4 separate regions of the Mus musculus genome follow, and regions 1, 2 and 3 are each linked to region 4. A link is a contact called in public promoter capture Hi-C data. All regions are on one chromosome and are shown on one strand. The core of a region is the stretch at or near the end of the contact, and the rest is flanking DNA. Distances in the headings are between cores, read along the strand shown.

Region 1 (4,799 bases), core at 1,530-4,029, 570 kb before region 4:
TGACCTGGGTCTCCAATATCCCACACAGCAGAGATTAAGACGCTCTACTGGCATCAGAACCAGCTCCTTCAGGAATAAACTACACAGGGAATTCACTAGTACCTCAAGTCCAGAAAGACACAGGGCTAGCTACTTTCAGGGAGTGGCTACCTTAAAGTTTCAGTGGCTTTATGAAGCTCAGAGACTGCTCTGGTAAATACATTTTTAAAAAATCTATCTATCTATCTATCTATCTATCTATCTATCTATCTATCTATCTATCTATCTATTTATTTAATATGTGTAAGTACACTGTAGCTGTCTTCAGACACACCAGAAGAGGGCGTCAGATCCCATTACAGATGGTTGTGAGCCACCATGTGGTTGCTGGAATTTGAACTCAGGACCTCTGGAAAAGCAGTCAGTGCTTTTAACCACTGAGCCACCTCTTCAGCCCCGCTCGCTCCAGCTAAATACTTTTTTTTTTACCCTTCAAGAGCCAGCAAGTTCCTGTAGTCCCAGCATCTGGGACTTCAAGGGTTCAATATCAGCCTGAACAACATAGCAAGATCCTGTCCTAAATCAAACAACCAACCAATCAACCAAACCCCCAAACAAGTTAAAACGCTCATATGCCTTCATGGGGTATGCTTACCAACAGACATTCAGAGTTATTCAATAGTTATTCAAAGATAACAGTGGATAGAAAGTGAAGTTGGTGCCTGCCACAGACAGGTTCCTCTCCCCAAAGGTCAACATAGAGTGCTTTCTCTGAACTTTGACCCAGCAGGAATTGCTACTGGTCTGAGAACAAAAAGGCAGTACAACTCTAGGGGGTGGAGAGCTAGGCTGTTGAGTGTCCTTTTTGATGTTCCCAGAGAAACCCAGCAGGGAGCTAAGCTGGGTTTGTTCACAGTGCAGCCCACTACCGTTACAGTGGCAAGCCACTTACAACCCTAAGCCTCAGTTTTCTTGTCCCAAACATCACAGGCCAGACCAAGCAGGCTGCCTGCAATCCTGTGTTGCTCTGCAGTGCTGGGAACCAGATCCCGGGTTATATTCTCTATGGTAAGCAATGGGGTGGGCCCAGGAATAGCCTTGTGAGGCGGCCAGAGCCACAGGAGTGTTAAGGCTGTGAAGAGTTGATGGTGGTGCACCTGCCCCTTCAGGCCAGCCTTGGAAGAGGGAGCCCAGCAGGGTTTATGCAAATCATGCCACTTTCTGAGCGCACTGGCCAAGGTTAAACCTCAGCCTACCTGGGTGTTGTGTTTATTATTTCCCTGTGCAATATATCGGGGCTTTTGTGCAAAATTTAACAGCTTGGAAGTGTCAGGCAGGGGTGTGGAGGGAGGGAGGAAATGGGTATAGGCTGAGAAGCCTGGGAAAGCCACGGTGGCGGCTCCTCTGTGCGCACAATGGGCCCTTCCTGCTCCAGAGGCAGCTGTTGTCCTTTGCTTCTCTTTGGCCTTGCTTATCATTCCTAGTCCCCCGCAGATGCCTGCCTGAGAGAATTTCTGCAAGCCCACAGCTCTCGGGGTTGGAGGGAGGCCAGCCTTCCCTCAGCAAACACACAGCCTGCCTTTGTGCTCCCAACCGGGTATCAACTTTTGGGGTACTATCACTGTATGCCCCATACTAGAACTACAGTTCTCCAGGGGGAAAGTGAGGCGGAACAGTAGACAGGAGCCTGAACTCAACGCTCTGAATAGACTACAATAATCTTTCAAAAGCTCAATTGTTGGTTCTCACTGTTTAAGTTTTGGTTTTTTTTTTAAATCACAGGTTATACACTCTGCTTACATTTACAATTAAACTCAAAAAATTAGTATTAATTCAGTACAGACTCAGAACAAGGCACATTACTCCTGCTCTCCCTACCCCTAGAAAAAGGCACACATCTCTAAGTAGCCTCAAGGTCTGCAGTGTCGCCAGAGGGGAGTACCAGTTTCACGGGAACACCCACAGGCCCTGCCAGAGCAAGGCCAGAGGACTGCAGACTCCCCCAAACCATCTTAAAGGGAACTGACTAAAGGAGAGGCTTCCGAAATTCAGGACTTGACCGTAAGATACTCCGGCTTTTAACCAAAGCCACTCTCCCCTGGGGAAAGCGTCCCTGGGCGCGAGCAGCCAACCGGCCGCTTCTCATCAAGAACGATGGGCTGTTGGTAGGGTTATCCCAGACTGCGTGTGTGTGTGTGTGTGTGTGTGTGTGTGTGTGTGTGATAGTGGGCTGTTGGTAGGGTTATCCCAGACTGCGTGTGTGTGTGTGTGTGTGTGTGTGTGTGTGATTGTGGGGTTCTCCTAGGTCGAAGGGAAGACAAGGAGTCCCAGATCCAGAGGGCAGGGTGGGGCCTTCCCGGTCCGGTAGAGCGCTATCTGGGCGCTGATGTGAGAAAGGTCGAGGCCCCGTCACTTGGCACCGGGGTGCCCTCAGCGGCCGCCCGCTCGCCCGCCGCGCCGGCCACACCCCCACCCACTCCGGTGCGCCTTACCGGGCTCCAGCCGCGCGCCAACCGAACCGTCCCTACGCAGGAGGATGTCTGCCGTGTCCCGGATGCGCCGCACGCCGCCCGGCTCGCCCCGCAGCCCGCGGCAGCCCTGGAAGCACACCGCCCAGGCCTGCTCCTCGTTGATGGGCTGCTCGTACACCTTCAGCACTTCCTCCAGGGACAGCTCCCACGGCTCGGGCCGCGCCGCGCCCCCCGCGCGTTCGGGAGCTGCTGCGCCGCCGCCGCCCGCCCGGGCCATGGCCGCCCATCATCGCCGCCCGCGCGCGCGGCGGGTCTCCATAACAGCGGGGCGACGCACCGCCGAGCGAGGGGGCGGGTCCCGCGCCGCCCGTGTGCTTTGTCATTCCGGCCCCGCCCCTCGCGGGCAGATGCAGGTGAGGGCGGGGGCTGATGGAGGAGGAGGAGGCTAATGGTCAAAGAGGCGGGGCCGGGCGGGGAGGGAAGGGAAGACCGGTAGGGAGGGGCGAGCCAGGGGGAGGGGCAGAGCTAGGAGGGGCAGCCGGAGAGGGAGGGTGCAGGACAAGAGAGGACTAAGGTTTGTTAGAAACCGGTTGGGGGTGCGAGGAGGAAAAGCTGACTGAAGAGGGGTGGGGTTAAGCATGATGGGGACCTTGCACACGAACACACACACACACACACACAGAGGCACACGTACACGCGCTCCCTTGGCTCTGGCTCTTTAAAGCAGACAGTGCCTGTGATGGTCTTTGTGGAAGGCCTGGACCTTAGGAGGTCGCTATAGTGTGATTGGCTCAAAGATGATGCAAGCCTTCAGGGATGAAGTACTTCATAAATGGTCCTTTTTTTCTGCTCGAAAGGATCAGCTTCAAACCCTTAGTGTCTTAGTGACAAACAATGTGACCGAGCTAACACAACACCTCATTCTCAGAGTGTGTTGCCTTCATTCCAAGGCACATCAAAAGTGTTAACAAGCTAAGCACAGCACACAGCTTTGTTGAAAGTAGTTTCAGCCATCTTTACGACGGTTGAGAAGAACAGAGCGAGAAGACACAGCTGGGAGATAAATGATAACAAGGCAGTTGGTCTCGGGCTTTGCTTTGCGGTAGAACTATCGCCTAGGAAGCACAAGGCTGGGACATAATTGTAAGAGAGAGACTTGGTGTAGGGCTGGCTGACAATCTCCTCTGGATTCTTAGTCTTCAATTGGAAAGAAAGGATACAAATGAATTTTGCCTGAAAGTGTTTATAATCAATATCTGGGCGAGTGTGACATCCTTCAACCAGTTCTCAAGCTTATGAGACACAACAGATTTAAGCGGAACCAAAGGACACTGGAGAAGAGGAAATGAAAGGGAAGGTTCTCTCTGCTCAGGATACATTGTGCAGACAACCTGGAACTCTGGCTCTTCTTCCCTAATCCTCAGAAACTTCAAGGGCTACCTCAGTAGGGAAGGAACAGTAGGAACCTCCCACAAGGAAACTCATTCCTTGCTTATGTTAGGAATGAGAGCCTGTATCCAAGTAGTTTAAGGAAAGTCTGAGTCACACAGTACCAAGTGTGTGCTGACAGCGCCCACTGATGAGGCCAGGGTGTTTCTGGTTGGCCGGCTCATAGAATGGTTTCTGTGTTTCTTTTTCTTTTCTTTTCTTTTCTTTTCTTTCCCCTTTTTTCTCTTTTTTCTTTTCTTCTCTTCTCCTCTTTCTTTCTTTCTTTCTTTCTTTCTTTCTTTTAATGGTTTTAAGGTGTTTATTGTAGAAAGGCAGAGAGAGGGAGAGAGTAGAGAAGTAGAGGCTGGCTATGACCACGTGGAGAGAGGGGAAGGGAAAGCAGAGAAAGGGGGAGCAAGGGAGTAAGAGCAAGAGAATAAGAGGTAAGAGAGCTATTTCTGTAATTCTAATGGGTGGTATCTTAGCCAGGGTTTCTATTCCTGCACAAACATCCTGACCAAGAAGCAAGCTGGGGAGGAAAGGGTTTATTTGACTTCCACTTCCACATTGCTGTTCATCACCAAAGGAAGTCAGGACTGGAACTCACACAAGACAGGAAATAGGAGCGGATGCAGAGGCCATGGAGAGATGTAACTAGCTCAGAACCTGGAATCACAACTCAATTAAGGAGTGAGCCACCCACGCGCTGTGCGGTGACCCGGGAGTGATGGATCACAGCTGGGGATTTACAGTAAGGAAGTGCCTCTCAGGGAGACCCAGTGTGTGGGGGTCCCTGACCCAGAGGGCAGCAAGAGACCAGGCAGAAGTCAGGCAGTGTGTATGTGTGCGGGCATCTCCCAGGCTCCCTCAGTGGTACTGCCTTGCCCCACTTTAGCAGCAGAAGCACCCACAGGAGATGCA
Region 2 (4,639 bases), core at 1,853-4,352, 650 kb before region 4:
CATTAAGACACTAACATAGAATAGCACACAAAAGACATTATAAGAACATATTACCGCAGACTATTTAATATGTAAATTAATACAATTATATAAATGAAGTAGCATCACTACAGAAAATAAAACCACCCGGTGCAGTGAACCCAATTGAAACTCCAGGCTCCAGTCTGCAAACCGCGGGGTTGCTGTCCGAGGTGCTGACCCACTTGGGGCGAGGGTCGCCAACGACAGCAGGGTAGTGGGACATGAACAGAAGCAGAGTTGGGTGTGGCTCCCAAAGACAGGAGCAAAAGCCCTGTAAGATGTTCAATTCCCCTAAAACTCTCAGCACCCTTCTCACCGGGCCCATTGGCTCTCCAATGGGTCACACCCTTCAGAGACTTCTACTGGGGTGGGTGTGTTCTGGCAGCTGATGGGGCACAGACAGGAGTCATAGACAAAAGCTCCGTAAAGACACTTACTAGGGCACCCCTTTATAGGAGAATGCATCTAGGAGCTCAGGCCCTAACAAAGGGAGCACACAAAGGGTAGACCAGTCACATCTGCTGCTGGTGGGGGCACATGTCACCGCCTGCCTTGACACATCTGCACACACCTAGACTAAAATTCCTGCCTTGCCCAAATCCATGGTGTGATCTGAAGCTGAGTGACTCAGCTTCCATAACCCTCATCTTTCTCAGCCTTAAGGGAGGGTGACACCCATGCCACACTTCACAAGGTGTAACAGTGCACCAGCCTGGGCCTGGTGCTTTAACACGCTCACAGCGGGTGAGAAACTTATGAATTGCTAAGGCCCCCCTTCTGCTGCTTCCCCGAAATTCTCCTGGCTTCACACTTCTCTCCCTGTCCCCACCCAGCCCATACTTCTACCCAGTCACCTCTCTGAAGCCAGCAGTCCTTTGTGCTAAGACAGGGACCACCCAAAGACCGATAAGCAAAAAAGCAGCTCTTTGTGCCCACTCCCTCAGTTGCTGCAGGTGGCTAGGGAGAACTTTCTCCATTGTAGCTCGCAGCAGTGACCCAAGGGCCAGCTACCAAAATAGGAAGTAAATCTGGTCAAGGAAGTTTATTTTCCCTGGGGCAGACACTAAGCAGGTAACGTCCCACAGGGCCTGGGCCTTCAGTCTGGTCTCAGAGATCTTCCAGGGCAGAGGGCTGGATGGAACCTGCCAAAAACGCCTTGTACTGATTACTAAGAAGGGAGCCGGTGGAAATGGAAGAAAATTTACTCATTATTTGCATTGTTAAAAAGAATTGGCATTAAAAATTTAAACACTCGTAATTATATATATATATAAAAACCCTAAATATTAAAAAAAATGGGCAAGCCTATGGGCCACAGTGCTGAGGAGCATAAGAGACCTCAGCTGGGTCCAGCACTCAGAAATGTTCTGTGGCCATAGCGCAACACACGGAGCCTGGGCGTGGTGGACCTGACTTCTAGGCCCTTACTCAACAGGAGACCCAGAGGAGAGCACAGAACAGCACAGATGCAGCAAGCTCACCAAACAGGCCTTCCGATGGCAAACCTTCCCTCCCCCACTCACCCCAGGCCCTTTCAGGAGCAGATGTTCGTCCAGGGAAAGCCTGGCACCTGTGACCACATTAATGAGCCCTCACCCTCCCTTCAGGCCAGGGCAGCTGTCAGCGATCATCCCAGGAGTCCTGATTTGATCTGAGGCCCCTTGCCTTAGGCTTCCTCTGTATGCCCCCCTACCCGCCACCCCCCCAACCCCGCCCAAATTTCCCTTGTAGGGCAGAAGCAGCTGTCTCCCCTGTGATTAGGGAGTCTCTGTGGTGCCGCTTCCCTTCCCCTTTAACTAGAGGAACCTCCACCCAAGAGCCAAACTTGTAATTTACATGTCAGCCACGTGACTGGCCCAGCCCGTGGTAATTAGCTTTTTTGTTCCTGCCCGGTTTCTATGGCAACAGCCTCCAGAGGTACTCTTTGCTTCGTCCCCTCCCTCCCAGGACCTGTCTACCCAACCTCCTCCTTTGGGAACTAGCATCCCTAAGCCCCGTCCAGCATTCATCTGGACAAAGCTCCCGTTTCATGTTGTTCAGAAGGGAGAAGATTGAGGTAGCTGACCCCACCCACTCAAATGCAACCCAAGTGGAGGTTGGGCTTCTGCAGGAATCAAGTAGTTCTGTCTGCCACTTGCTGTGTGACCTTGGGTAAGGAACAGTCTCCTAAGGACTTGGAAACAGGACAGCTACCTCACTAATGATAGTAGGATTGCGGAGTCACTGCACCAACCCCGCGCCCCCCCCCCGTTTTTTTCTTTTTCTTTTTCTTTTTCTTTTGCCTTGGCTTCAACACCTGGATGCGGGCTAACAATAGAGGGGAAATTGAGGCAATCCTTGCAGTCGGCTTTGTTCTGTGCTCAATCCCGACTGGGAGGCCTTGGGAGCGCACAGTTAGAGATGGGAGATTTTCAGAGTCCAGTTCTGGATCAAGGTCATTGGAGTGCAGGCCGAACTCCTCCAACAAAGGAACAGGGTGGGGCAAGGAAACTGGGTGAGCTGAACAAGGTTGGGGATATGAGGGCGGCCTTGCTCCCTGAAGACTGTCTAGTTCTCCAGTGGGGATCCAGGCATGTACAGTCATTATGGTTTTAGGGGAGAGCCCCACCCAAAGTTGCCCGACACACCCATCTTACTCAAGGCTTAAGTGGCAACCTCAAAGAAGGCCACGCCCAGTCGGCGCCCCCCAACCACATCCCCTGTACCTGATGGTGTGTGTGGGTGCGCAGAATGGATGGGAATGCGAGTCAGAAGGGTTACCCCCAGCCTTCTCCTGCAACCTGGGCGCAGTGCAGAGTGGCGTGATTGAGGGGAACCGATTGGGGACCCCGGGGTCCCAGGAGCGGGGCAAGGGGCTGGGCTCTTCCCTTTGTTCCGCTAGCGGCTCCCAGAGTCGCCTTTCTCTCCCTCCACCCACCGCCCTGGGGCTGGCGCTTGTGGGGACGCAGGACGCCGGACGGCTCAGCCTCACCTTGGCCCCTATCTGGTTGCCGCACTGGCCGGCCTGGATGTGCACGATCTCCCTCATGCTGACTTCACGCGGCTAGAGACGAAAAGGCAGGCGGACAGCAGGCTGCGGAGGATCGGCAGCCTCCGCCGCGCCCTCTTATAAGAGGCTGCCCCGCCCTCGCTGGCTGATGTAAGCGCTGCGGGCCAATGCTGGAGCGCCGCACAATGCGGCAGGCTCTGCAGCATCAGCACCGGCACCGAGATCCGCCCGCACAATGCGGAGCAAGTCTGGCCGCGCCTTCGGAGGAGGGGCCACCGGTGGGCAATCCGCTCTGGGGACAATAGAACCCAGGCCCCTTAGTGCCCCACCCCAGTAGCTGCCTCCCCATTTTGTCCCTGCCCCATCCCCACCCTGCAGCTTTGTGAAGAGGGTCTTTCTTTCTCTCAAGTGCTTAAGAATCAAGACCCATATTCTCTGAGTCCGCCGAGTCGCTTGAGGTGGGAGAGGCAGGGGAAGCGAAACCCTTCTTGAGACCTCTGTGCAGACCTGGGGACGCTAGTCAGGACGGTGGCGGATTATAGCTCCGAACTCTGAGGTCACTATTTTCTGGAGAAGAGAGGGCTACCAGTCCGCGGCTCCACAAAGGGCTGCGCCGAGGGTGCAAATGTACCTGGGGTGTGAGGATGCACACACAGTATCTGGCAAGTACCCCTGCTCCATGAAAATCTCTGTGAAAAATTCTAAGGATATACAACCCACTCAGTGGAGCATGTCGAACAGTCTTTTTTTGTCTGAGCCATGCCTGATGTCATTGGTACCCTTGTGCTTCTGGTACAAGTGAGGGTGAAGAGGGGGCACGAGGTGAGCTGGAGCTACCTAGGTAAGGAGACTGTGTGTGGAGGGGGCCCATTGGGAAGCAGAATCAGGAGGGCATGCAAATTCACAGACAACACTGATTTAATATTCATCTAGGACCAGTGACACCTTATGAGGACTATTTGATATTTCAGTGACAGAAAATTCTTCGGGAAGAATCTGAGACAATAGTACCACACTTCAATGGTCCACAAACATTCATTTCACAAGAGCCGCTAAAAAGCTTAAAAACACCTGCAGATGCCTTCGTCCAGTTTGCACGCACGGGTGCACGCTGGATAGAGCGGCTGCGCATACAACTTTCTCTGAGGGTAAGCATCCAAGTTAGCCGAGTTTAGAAATGGGTCTTTTGTTCTCAAGAGATGCCCCTCCCCCACAATGTGTCCATGATGTGGCTTTCTGTGGTTCCAGCTGGCCTGGCTCAAGAAGTATTGGGTGAGCATCTGTCTCTGTCTCCTTGTCTGGACAGAGAAGATGCTTAGAAGCATCCAGAGGCCTGGGATGCTTCTCTGACAGATGACATCAGGCCAGAGCTCTCTGTGTCCCCAGGGAGCTATGGTGTCAGGCTAAAGGCTGACTCATGGTCCTGTCTTCCAGCAAAGGCTGGCCCTGCCGGGAACCAGCTTCCAATCTCAGTCCAGCAGGGCTGGAGCTGATAGTGTGGCTAGGTCCTGGCCTGGTGCCATTTCCTGACTTGATGGTTGAGGGCATCTCACTCCAGACTGAGAGGCCACCCCAAGGAGGAGGACAAAGAAGTGTTCAGTACCAGTGGGGACTCAAGATAGACTCTGC
Region 3 (4,730 bases), core at 1,499-3,998, 610 kb before region 4:
GCAGACACCTGCTGGGAATGGAGAGCTATCACTGCGTTCTCATGGTGGCAGCAGCAATGAAGGCTCCCTGTGACCTGAGACAGATAAAGGGGTCTCGCTCCACCCCAGTACTGTACAGATTCGAGGCACTGTTAGAAACTCTACGAATGTTAAAAACCTCCTCACATTCTGATGCTAATTTCCTGTAGCTAAGCAAAGACGTTGGGGGACAGAGCATCTTGGTTCTCTAACTGGCAATTGTTGAAATCTCCCCACCCCAGCTGCCTTGAGGAATAGAACTGTCTGCCAAACCGTAAGGCAGACGACCCATATTCAACATTGAATATTCCAGAGGCCTTGAACTGTGCTCACAGCTGACAGGTGCAGCCTCGGAAATACTGCTTCCCTTTGTATCGGGCGTCTACTACCACGAGCCTTGGTTCTGATCTGTAGGTGATTCCCTGGTCCCAAACGCCAGTCCTCTGGAAAAGCAGCAAGGGCCCTTCACCACTGGGTTGTATCACCAGCCTCCCGCCCCGCTTGCCTACCTCAGCAGTGTAATTCAAAGCAGCTGAGCAGTCAGTAGCCTGGGCCCCAAAGGTGGCAAGATTGCCAACTTCGTGACATATGAAAAGGAGGCCACTGACCAGTTTGAGAGAGTGTCAGGGATGGGACAGAGGGAGGCAAAAGCAGAGGACAGGGAGCCAAGGCTAAAGGTGAAAGCCGTAAAGAACCAGGGAAAGCGAAGTGCAGGACAAGTTCAGGAGAGCTGTAAAATCTTTAAGAACCAATGGTCTCAGATCCCTAAGGTCTGAGAGTGAACCCCAGCTGCCGTCAAGGGAGGAATCCCAGTACAAGGAAGGCTACAGATGGGTGAATGATGGGATATCTAGGCTCTGTTTTGCAATCACCTCTTAAGAGAAATGGGATTAAAATTATATTAAAGGCATGTAGACTGACAGAAACTGGGCCATGGGCGCATACGGGTTATTTGTATTTTCCTAATTTTTGTGTACGTTTAAAAGTAAACATAGCTGGGTGGTGGTGGTACATGCCTTTGATCCCAGCACTCAGGAGGCAGAAGTGCGCGAATTTCCGAGTCTGAGACACAGCATCTCTAAGTAGTCTACAGAGTGAGTTCAAGGACAGCCAAGACTACATAGAGAAACCCTGTCTTGAAAAAGAAATGATGATAAGCAAAAGTAAATCTAAGAAAAGTACTAGTGAAGGGAGAAGAAACAGTAGGAATGGGGGTTGCTCTCAGGCTCAAAGTCAGAGGAGGCAGGCGAGTTCTCTGTACCAAGGGAAGACATATTTCACCATCGCCACAGACTACAGGACAGATCCCTTCCTTTCCTTATGGGAGAAATAAACAATCTCTGAACCAAACTTCCAAAATGTCTGTGACATTTCTCACACCAATCAATATCTTTGCTAGGAACTTTTAAACCTGCTAACTGATAAAAAGCTGGGGACAACTGGGGGTAGTGCTGTCTTGGGTGCTGCAACAGTAGGATAGACATGGTTTCATATCTGCGACTTGAGGAAGACCCAGTACTTCCGTGTGTCCCAGCTAGCTGAGACAATTCACTGCAAGACTGAGAGTCTCAGACACATTACATCTTTTTACTCACTCGAAAATGGCCACTGACACCTTACCATATGTGGAAGTTGGAGATACGAGGAAAAGACATATTATCTGCCCACACATGAAGTCAGAATCATAATTTATACACATATGAAACTGCAGACCCAGGTCAGTCTGTCGTAAGGAAAAACACGGGGCTCAGGACTGCTACCCAATTTTCTGCTGCGAGGAATACGATACGATAGGTACAAGTAGCTGGGACACACAGAAGTACTGTGATGAATAAGCCGAAATGTTTGCAGAAGAGAGACCTCCCTCAAGTCGCAGAAATGAAACCAAGCCTACCCTACCATCCCATTGCCCCGGACAGAACAACCCTACTCCTTCAGTGAAGCCTAGACCCAACTGAACCCCACCTCCCACTCGCCATCCACAGTGCCCCTCCCCCTTAGCTGTCTCGGATGTCACGCCCCGCCCACTCTGACGTCACTGCCCCGTCCTGCCCTGCGTCACGTCACGTCTCTGGACACAGCCGCGAGACACGCCCTATGCTGCAGCAAAGTCCTGTCACTCAGCCCCTTGTCGGCACCCCCGTTAGCCTTTAGCAGCCCCTTCGCTCGGCATTTTCTTCCACCTTCCACTCGATCTCGGACGGGGAACACGGCTTCCTCACCCCACCCACCCTGCGGCTGAAGACCCGCCTTCCCCGATGCGGCGCAGTCCCTTCTCTCCGCCCACTCGACTGCAGTCCAGACCCAACTTTGTGCCCCTTCGCATGACGTCATGCCCCCACCATTTCCCCCCCCTCAGGTTGCCCAGCTCCTCACCAGCTCAAACCGGTTGTTGACACGGACTCCTTCCTTCCCTGCACCCCCGGGGCGCCGGCCACCCAGCCCCGGTTTTGGTCCCTCTTCCTCTGCGTCATCGTCATCAAGGAGGACAAACTTCAAGGCGTCGGGCCCTAGGGGTTCCTGGCCGCGCTGTTCCCCCCTCAGTCTCCGGAGGGCCCGGCGCGACATAGGACCCGACAGCCTGATGTGGGCAGAGGGACGAGGAAGAGCAGCAGTGTGGCGGCGCCTGCGCACTTGCGGCGCGCTGGCGCAAGATTGGCGTGTCGCGTTTGCGCGCCGCGGCTCTCCGGAACTTCCTCCCAATTCCCCGTGGAGTCGGGGAAGGTGCAAGGGTGGCCCAGGGAGCTCTCGCGAGAGTCGGGCCCTAGCGGCGGCCGTGGTGCGGTGCTTCGGCTTTGGAGATGGCTGGCTTTCAGAAAGCCGGCTGTGCGGCGGGCAGCAACGCGCAGGCTCAGAGCGCTGCTCCGCACGAACGCGATTCCCGGGGGCGAGCCTGGGGGCGAGCGGGCAGGGGTGGGGCAGGCGAGGAGGCCGTGAGAGCAGGTGCGCACGCCGCAAGGCCCGTGTGCAAAGACCTCTGCTATGACAGGAGCGAGGGACCCAGTCCCCAACCCCTCTCTGCTAGCCTACCCATGCGACTTGTCCGATGTCCCCCACCTCCACGTTGTTACTAGACTGCAAAGGGACAGTTTTCACCTTAATAGAACCAACCTAACTTCTTTCAGACTGGGTAACTCCTCTCCACAACGTGCACCGAGCCGAGTTAGGTGTTAGGGCTTGCTTTTTATTGTCGCGAACGCAACAGGGGTGGTCATGTTACAGGGGTATTGGGTGAGGGGAGAGCTGCCTAGGTGTGGATCCGTGGTGTGAAGTCACGGCAGCCCTACCTATGTGTATTCTAATTCAGGAAGATTTTCACAATAAGGACATAGGGATCCTCGGCACAGATCTTTTCTTTTTCCATGTTCTTTTTGTTTTTGTTTTTTGAGACAGAGTTTCTCTGTGTACCCTTGACTGTCCTGGGACTCGCTTTGCAGACCATGCTGGCCTCTGCCTCCCAGGTGTTGTGACCAAAAGTGTGTGCAACAACAACCGACCTTTTTTTAAAACAAAACAAAAACACCACCTGTCTTAGGGTTTCTATTCCTGGACAAAATATCATGACCAAGAAGCAAGTTGGGGTGGAAAGGGTTTATTCAGCTTACACTACATACACACTGCTGTTCATCACGAAAGGAAGTCAGGACTGGGACTAAGCAGGCCAGGAAGCAGGAGCTGATGCAGAGGCCATGGAGGCTTGCTCAGCTTGTTTTCTTATAGAACCCAAGCCCAGGTATGGCACCACCCACAATGGGCCCTCACCCCTTAGTCACTAATTGAGAAAATGCCTTACAGCTGGATCTCATGGAGGCATTTCCTCAATTGACTCCTTTCACTGTGATAACTCCAGCCTGTGTCAAGTTGACACAAAACTAGCCAGTACACCACCCAAACCAAGATCTTGCCCTGTAACGCTGGCTACCCGTGAAGCTATGGAAATCCTGTTCTGAAGGGCTGGAATTACAGAGCTACTTCATGTCTACGCCCCAATTTTTATACTTTTGGAAAACTTTCCTAGACGAGTCAGGATTGAGTACCTCCAAAGTAAAATGAGCTGGGGTTGGGTTGGACCTTTCCCCAGCTTGAGAGCAGGAGAGGGCTAGGCCAGTCACTGCTCTTACTTGATCTTAGCCAAAAGGCTGAGAAGCAATCAGTCACTTATCTTAAATTCCAGCTTCATTTTGGGAGATAGATCTCCTTTTACAGGTGAAGACGCCTTAATGAGCTAAGTTTCCCAGAGAGAACCCGGTTTTGCATTCATGTGACTCCCAAAGTCCAAACAATGTAGGCGGTTGGCAAGGACAGAGAAGGCAGGCAGGGCAGCAATCCCTTAGTTCCTGCTCTTGTGTGAGCCCCCTGTCCCACTGTCCGTGTGCTCCACTCCACCCTGCCTCCCCCAGGAGTCTTGGTTCGTCCCTGGGTTGGATGCTGAGCCCTCTGCCCACACTATGAAGTATCTTTAGGTACTTCAAAGTTGATGGTTCACAGCTGCTGTCCCAAGGTGCCCATCCCCCCAACCCTCTTCCCTGCGCACTGTTAAAGTTGCAGCTTCTTCCGCATCAGGCTCAATGCTGCCGCCCTGACTGTTCAGGACCAGGCTGGCTTCTGTGCCATCCGTGATCAAGAGCTGTGGCCAGGCTGGGCAGTGGTGGCGCACGCCTTTAATCCCAGCACTTGGGAGGCAGAGGCAGATGGATTTCTGAGTTCGAGGC
Region 4 (5,103 bases), core at 1,566-4,065:
GAACCACCACTTCCAAGCCCATTTTGAGCAAAGAAACACACATTAGTCCCTCCCCGGCTCTACGTGACTCTCTGCCCACTCATCCCCTGAGAGTTGAGGGGCTCAGTGGCCACTCTAAGATGCTCTGTGCAGGGTTCCAGAATATGACTGAACAGCTTTTGCTGTTTCAAAACTGTGTGACCTTGGTCAGGTGGCTCTGAACCTTAGTGCTCTTGTTCAAGGTCGGCGGCTTCAGGCTAAGGGCCAAATGCCAGCCGTTGACTATTCAATAGATAAAGCTCTATTGGCACACAGCCACACCTGCCAAAATCCCAGTGGCCACCATGGGTGTGATGTAGGTTGATGGCTTTGGTGCCAGCTTCTGATAATCATAGTTGTGGTAGTTTACATGTCAAATGTCCTTTATAGGTGCAGGCATTTGGATTCTTGCCCCCCCCCAGTGGGTGGAGCTGTTTGAGGGTGGTCTAGAAGCTGTGGCCTTGATGAAGGAAATAGTCCATTTGGCAGGAGTAGGCTCTGAGGTCCAAAGCTGTGCCCCACGTCTGGTTCGCTCTCTGCTTCCTGCTTGTGGCAAAAGATGTGATCTCTCAGCTTCCTGCTCTTGCCACAAAGGCCTGTTGCTTGCCATCTTCCCTGTCTCCCCACCATGATGGGCCCTTATTCCTCTAGAACCAACAATCAAGACGAACTCCTTTCTCCCTAAGTCACACTTGGTCATGGTGTTCTATCACAGTGACAGCAAAGTAACTGAGACAGGTGTCTTAACTTTCATTCCGCAGTCATGAGCAGTAAGCGGAAACCAACCAGAGATAGGGCCCGGGTGCTGTACAACCCTAGAGTGGGGCTGTGTAGGGTTGAGGCCCCGGTGGGCTCTGCAGTAGCGGTCTCAGCGCTGAAAGATTTCTAACCCGGGGCCACAGTTCCATTTCTACATAGCTTGGATGCTGTAGCTGCACTCATCTCTGCTTCTGGCTTCTGACCTGGAGTGAGTTGATCATTGCAGCCACCTCTCCATTCAGAGCTGGGCAAGTGATTGCTGGGTTATCACTTGAACAGGGATATCACGAGAACAGGGATATTACCACATGCCCAGGCCAGTCACTATGGTGCAGAAGCCAGTACAGGAGGGCAGGGCCCTGCTCAATGTGCCTGTTGCCCATCTTATTGGCCACTGCACAGAAAACTGCTTCTTGTTTGGCTCGGTGGTTACGTGCCATCAAGTTTGATGACCTGAATTGGCTCCCTAGGACCCACGGGATTGAACAGAGAGAGACAATTTCTGCAAACTGTCCTTTGATTGTCACACGTACACTAGAGTGCACACACATAAATATTCATTTTATGTATATGGGTACACTGTATCTATCTACCAGAGAGGGCATCAGATCCCGTTACAGATGGTTGTGAGCCACCATGTGGTTGCTGGGAATTGAACTCAGGACCTCTGGAAGAGCAGTCAGTGCTCTTAACCACTGAGCCATCTCTCCAGCATAAATAAATATTTAAACAAAACTTTCTTCAGCTCAGGGGAAGACAGCTTTGTTTGTCACCATAGTGGGCTGGGACAGACACCTAGGTGTGCCATTATAAAGGGCACGCGGGAGGGGTGGGGGGATGTCTCAAACAAGCCAGCTTCCAACGTGTTCAAGATGCAGTTTCTCCCTCTCCTCCGCTGACCCTCAGGGTCCACCTCAGAGGGAGTCTCAAAGAAGACCAACCAAGATGCGGAGGGTGTTGTGAAACTCAGGCCGGCACAGAGTCCCTCTCGGTTGAGGAGCCCATGGGCTAGTACTACATTTGTCCTCGGCTCCAGAGGACGATTCTTAGGGTATGGTGATGTTTATGTGTAATTCCAGGCAGGAGGATCACGCGTTTGAGGCCAGCCTGGGCTACGTAGCAAGATATTGTCTCAAAAGAAAAAAAAAATAGGCCGGCCGCCTTACTTCCCGTGATAATAATCTTCCGGGTGAAGTCAAACACCCAACCCCCCACCCCAGACTGCCACACCCAACGCAGACTGAGCAATTTCACTTCCCGGTCCCCTGGGTGGGGGTGGGGGGCACCCGGCACGGTGGTGGAACATTCCAACACCCACACACTGAACGCTTCTGTTCTGGAACAGTTGTGGTAACCCTCCGGGAACCTGAGGCCCGAGGCCTGGAAAAAGTCTGGCCTGGCTGGGGCCTGCAGAGTGGCCTGGCTGGGGACAGCACCTCTGTTATTCATGCATCTGGCTACAGATGCAGCCTGGAGGTCTTAACCCTTCAGAGGAGGACCAACAGCCAGCTCCCAGGCTTCTTGCCTGCCTACGGAGACTATGATTTGGAGCCATGAAAATCTATAGCAGCCCTAGCTCTGTGATATCCTTATCTGGCGCTAGAAGGAACAGGCCTTTCTACAGGAGTGAAAGGGGAGGTCGGTATTGCAGAAGCAGAGTGGTCTGGCAGAGGTAGAGCCTCTAGCAGGTTGTGGCCCTAGTTTTTCTTGTTCTTGAAGCCTGAGGTGCTTCCAGAAGAGGCCACAGGAAGGCTTCTGGGAGTGAGGCTGGGTTCCGGCCAAGTTTGACAGAGCCTGAGGCAGCAATGGAGAGGCTGTCCCTGAGGTAGTGTCCCAGCATTGCGTTCTGCTCACGGCGGATTTGTGTAGTTGAGAAAGCCGTTGAAAAGACCTCATAGTGTTTTCTCCATGGGTGTCCACGTGGCCTGGCAGCTCCTGGGGAGAGGAAGCAGCGGCAGCTGGGGGGATGGCTGCCTGCACCGGGAGAGGAACAGGAACCTGGAACTGTTCTCACTGGCAGGCCAGAAGACTGAGCTTGAGAGAATGCAAGCTGTCCGGGGCAGCTGGACCAGGTAGCCATCTTGATTCTGTGTGTGATGCGCCACTGACTGGCTCCTGCCCAGGCTGACAGAACCGGTAAATGAGGTGAGGTGCCCTTACATGGCAGAGGCAGAGTAGATAAGCCTGAGCTGTGCAGACTACGGGATGTGGGGCAGAGGTAGAGCCAGAAAGTGGCCAGGACTCTGAGGCTTAGCATAGGCCCAAGAGCCAGATCCTAGTCTGGGCCAAGCTCAGGGACCGTCCTGTGTCCCCTTCCCCCACTGGACCAGTGGCACCTGGGTCAGACTCAGGGCTGATGGATGAGCCCCTTCCTGTAGACTGGCCCTGGGCAACTTGTGTCTCTCATGCCACTTGGCTTTCTGTAGTCACATGATACAGGATGGGTGGGCAGGGAATGCAGGACAGACGTTCACCTTTTACTAAGCTCAGCTCATTGTCCCCAAGCCACGTCTCTGAGTCCCCCTGGGTGTCCTTTCTTGGCCTGGATGACACCTGGGGCCATGGTCCTGGCTACTTTGGTTTGTCTTTCAGCCATGTCTCTGGTCTTCTATGGGTTGTCCCAGGTCCCCCATACAGGTTTCAGAGGCTGACATCATCTTTTCAAAGAGCACTCTCTGGTGTGGAAGCCCACAGAGACCTGCCTTGCTGCTTGTGATGAAGGAAGAGGAGCTTGAGGCCAGAGCACAGAGGACACCTGCTCCCAGCTGTGCACATGGTCACCAAGCTGTCACCAAGCTTCTCATGCCCCCCACTCCCACCTGTGCCCCAGCAGGCATGGCGTGCACTGACACTTGGTTGGGGGAAAGGTAGGATGCGACCTCAGAATTCAGGTCAGCATATTCTAAGGGGGTGCTGCTCTGAACAGGGGATACTTCTGAAAAAGTGGGGAGAAAAGAGAGACACCAGAGCTGGGACATACTTAGTCTCCTCCATGTCCAGAGAGAGGAGTCTGCCTGGGGCTCCGTCACATGAGGGAAACTGTCCCTTTAAGGCCAGGGTCCTGCTCTGTTCTGAGACTCTTGTTCAGGAGGGTTCAGGGAAGTCTATAGCTAGGACTGGCTTCAAACCAGGAATATCACCCTCTCTAAAGCTTGAGAGAAAAGCCAGAGATGACTTTAGATGTCTTCAGATAAACCCAGGAAGAGCAAGGGACCCTCTATTTTGATGGGAAAATCTAGCGGCTTTCAGGCTTTTTACCATATGAGCACCTTTAGGCGTCCCTCTGCAGAACCTCCTGGGTGCCCCCTCCCTCTGTCACCCGCCAAGTTCATGCCTTCACCCTGACACAGCAGACCAGCCTACCTTTGATTGGCTGGTTGTCTGCTGTCCCCAGGATTTCCTGCTTCTGGAGCACTGGGAGCTCATTGAAGTCGCCCACTGCCATCTCTCCCAGTCTTGCATCTCCATGGCTCTGATGATGCAAAGCACCAGCAAGAAGCAGCAGCCAGCTCGAGCCACCACTGTCCATGGCTCTGTGACTCCTGCTATGAAGTGCCCTGAGAACAGCCGTCCTTACAGCCCCGGCACCGTTCTCTTTAATAACAGACCTCAGAAACACACAAGATTTCCCTGAGAGGAGGGTCCCCACAAGGAAGTGCTGGATGGTAAAGGTCAAAATCTTGATCAGGGGCCAAGAAAGTTGGGGCTTCTCTAGAGGGGCTGCGTAAGAGATGTGTTTTACTTCCTGGTTTTTAAATAATAAGAGTATTTCTTCGTCTCTTAAACATTCCCCTAAGAGTCACCTGTACTTTTTTATAGGGTAAATCACCAACCGTGAGGCATCAGGGGGACAGTGATGACACCAGGCCTAGAATGAAGGGCATTCTTGGTGTTACCAAGTAGGCATGCCCAGACTGCCACAGCTGCCCAGTCATACTGACGTTTGTCCAGCATCTGTGGGTAGAGACAGAATACAGATATGAGGGATCCTGAATGGAGACACACATCAAAGAACATTCCACAGTGCCAGGAAGGAGGGAGTGTCCTAACAGACTCTGTCCAGGGCTTCCCTGCTGGGCTGGAGTGCAGGCAGGGGGCAACATGGCCGGGTGGGGCTTGGCTTGGCTCTGCAGATCCCATGTGCACACAGTAGCTGCTCCTTGCCAGGATCACTACTGTGGGTTTCAGAAACAGAGTCTGTGCACCTATAATGTTTAAAGGAGCATCAGACAATCCTGTTAAGTCTCTGTTTAACAGCACAGGAGGAAGCAGGAGGCAGTAGTGACAGATGAGTGTTCCTTCCCGAGTAGCTCATCACAAACCCCC

The links. Promoter capture Hi-C pulls out the DNA fragments that hold promoters and counts their contacts.
Region 1: a promoter capture Hi-C map of liver shows a contact between it and region 4, with 2.5 times the contacts expected there. The contact joins the promoter of Spire2 here to the promoter of A530010L16Rik in region 4. A contact is called at or near these places in 3 of 39 promoter capture datasets (hematopoietic stem and progenitor cells, liver and pre-B cells), 1 of 115 datasets of contacts at active chromatin or transcription factors (pancreatic cancer cells) and 2 of 9 other capture datasets (liver and pancreatic islet).
Region 2: a contact with region 4 is called in a promoter capture Hi-C map of liver, with 4 times the contacts expected there. The contact joins the promoter of Tubb3 here to the promoter of A530010L16Rik in region 4. A contact is called at or near these places in 3 of 39 promoter capture datasets (liver and stem cell-derived epiblast-like cells).
Region 3: a promoter capture Hi-C map of liver shows a contact between it and region 4, with 4 times the contacts expected there. The contact joins the promoter of Tcf25 here to the promoter of A530010L16Rik in region 4. A contact is called at or near these places in 4 of 39 promoter capture datasets (hippocampal neurons, liver and pre-B cells) and 1 of 9 other capture datasets (macrophages).

The regions. Positions count from the first base shown.
Region 1 is chr8:123,330,693-123,335,491 of GRCm38.p6, reverse strand. It overlaps Spire2 (spire type actin nucleation factor 2), which reads right to left and starts at 2,779. Exons shown (of 15, transcript NM_172287.2): 1 at 2,472-2,779. The coding sequence starts at 2,727.
Region 2 is chr8:123,410,016-123,414,654 of GRCm38.p6, reverse strand. It overlaps Tubb3 (tubulin, beta 3 class III), which reads right to left and starts at 3,102. Exons shown (of 4, transcript NM_023279.3): 1 at 2,993-3,102. The coding sequence starts at 3,049. It overlaps Mc1r (melanocortin 1 receptor), which reads right to left. Exons shown (of 1, transcript NM_008559.2): 1 at 3,911-4,639.
Region 3 is chr8:123,371,729-123,376,458 of GRCm38.p6, reverse strand. Tcf25 (transcription factor 25 (basic helix-loop-helix)) reads right to left here and starts at 2,748. Exons shown (of 18, transcript NM_001037878.4): 1 at 2,395-2,748. The coding sequence starts at 2,586.
Region 4 is chr8:122,760,473-122,765,575 of GRCm38.p6, reverse strand. A530010L16Rik (RIKEN cDNA A530010L16 gene) reads left to right here and starts at 2,815. Exons shown (of 3, transcript NR_151739.1): 1 at 2,815-2,922; 2 at 3,402-3,644; 3 at 4,172-4,566.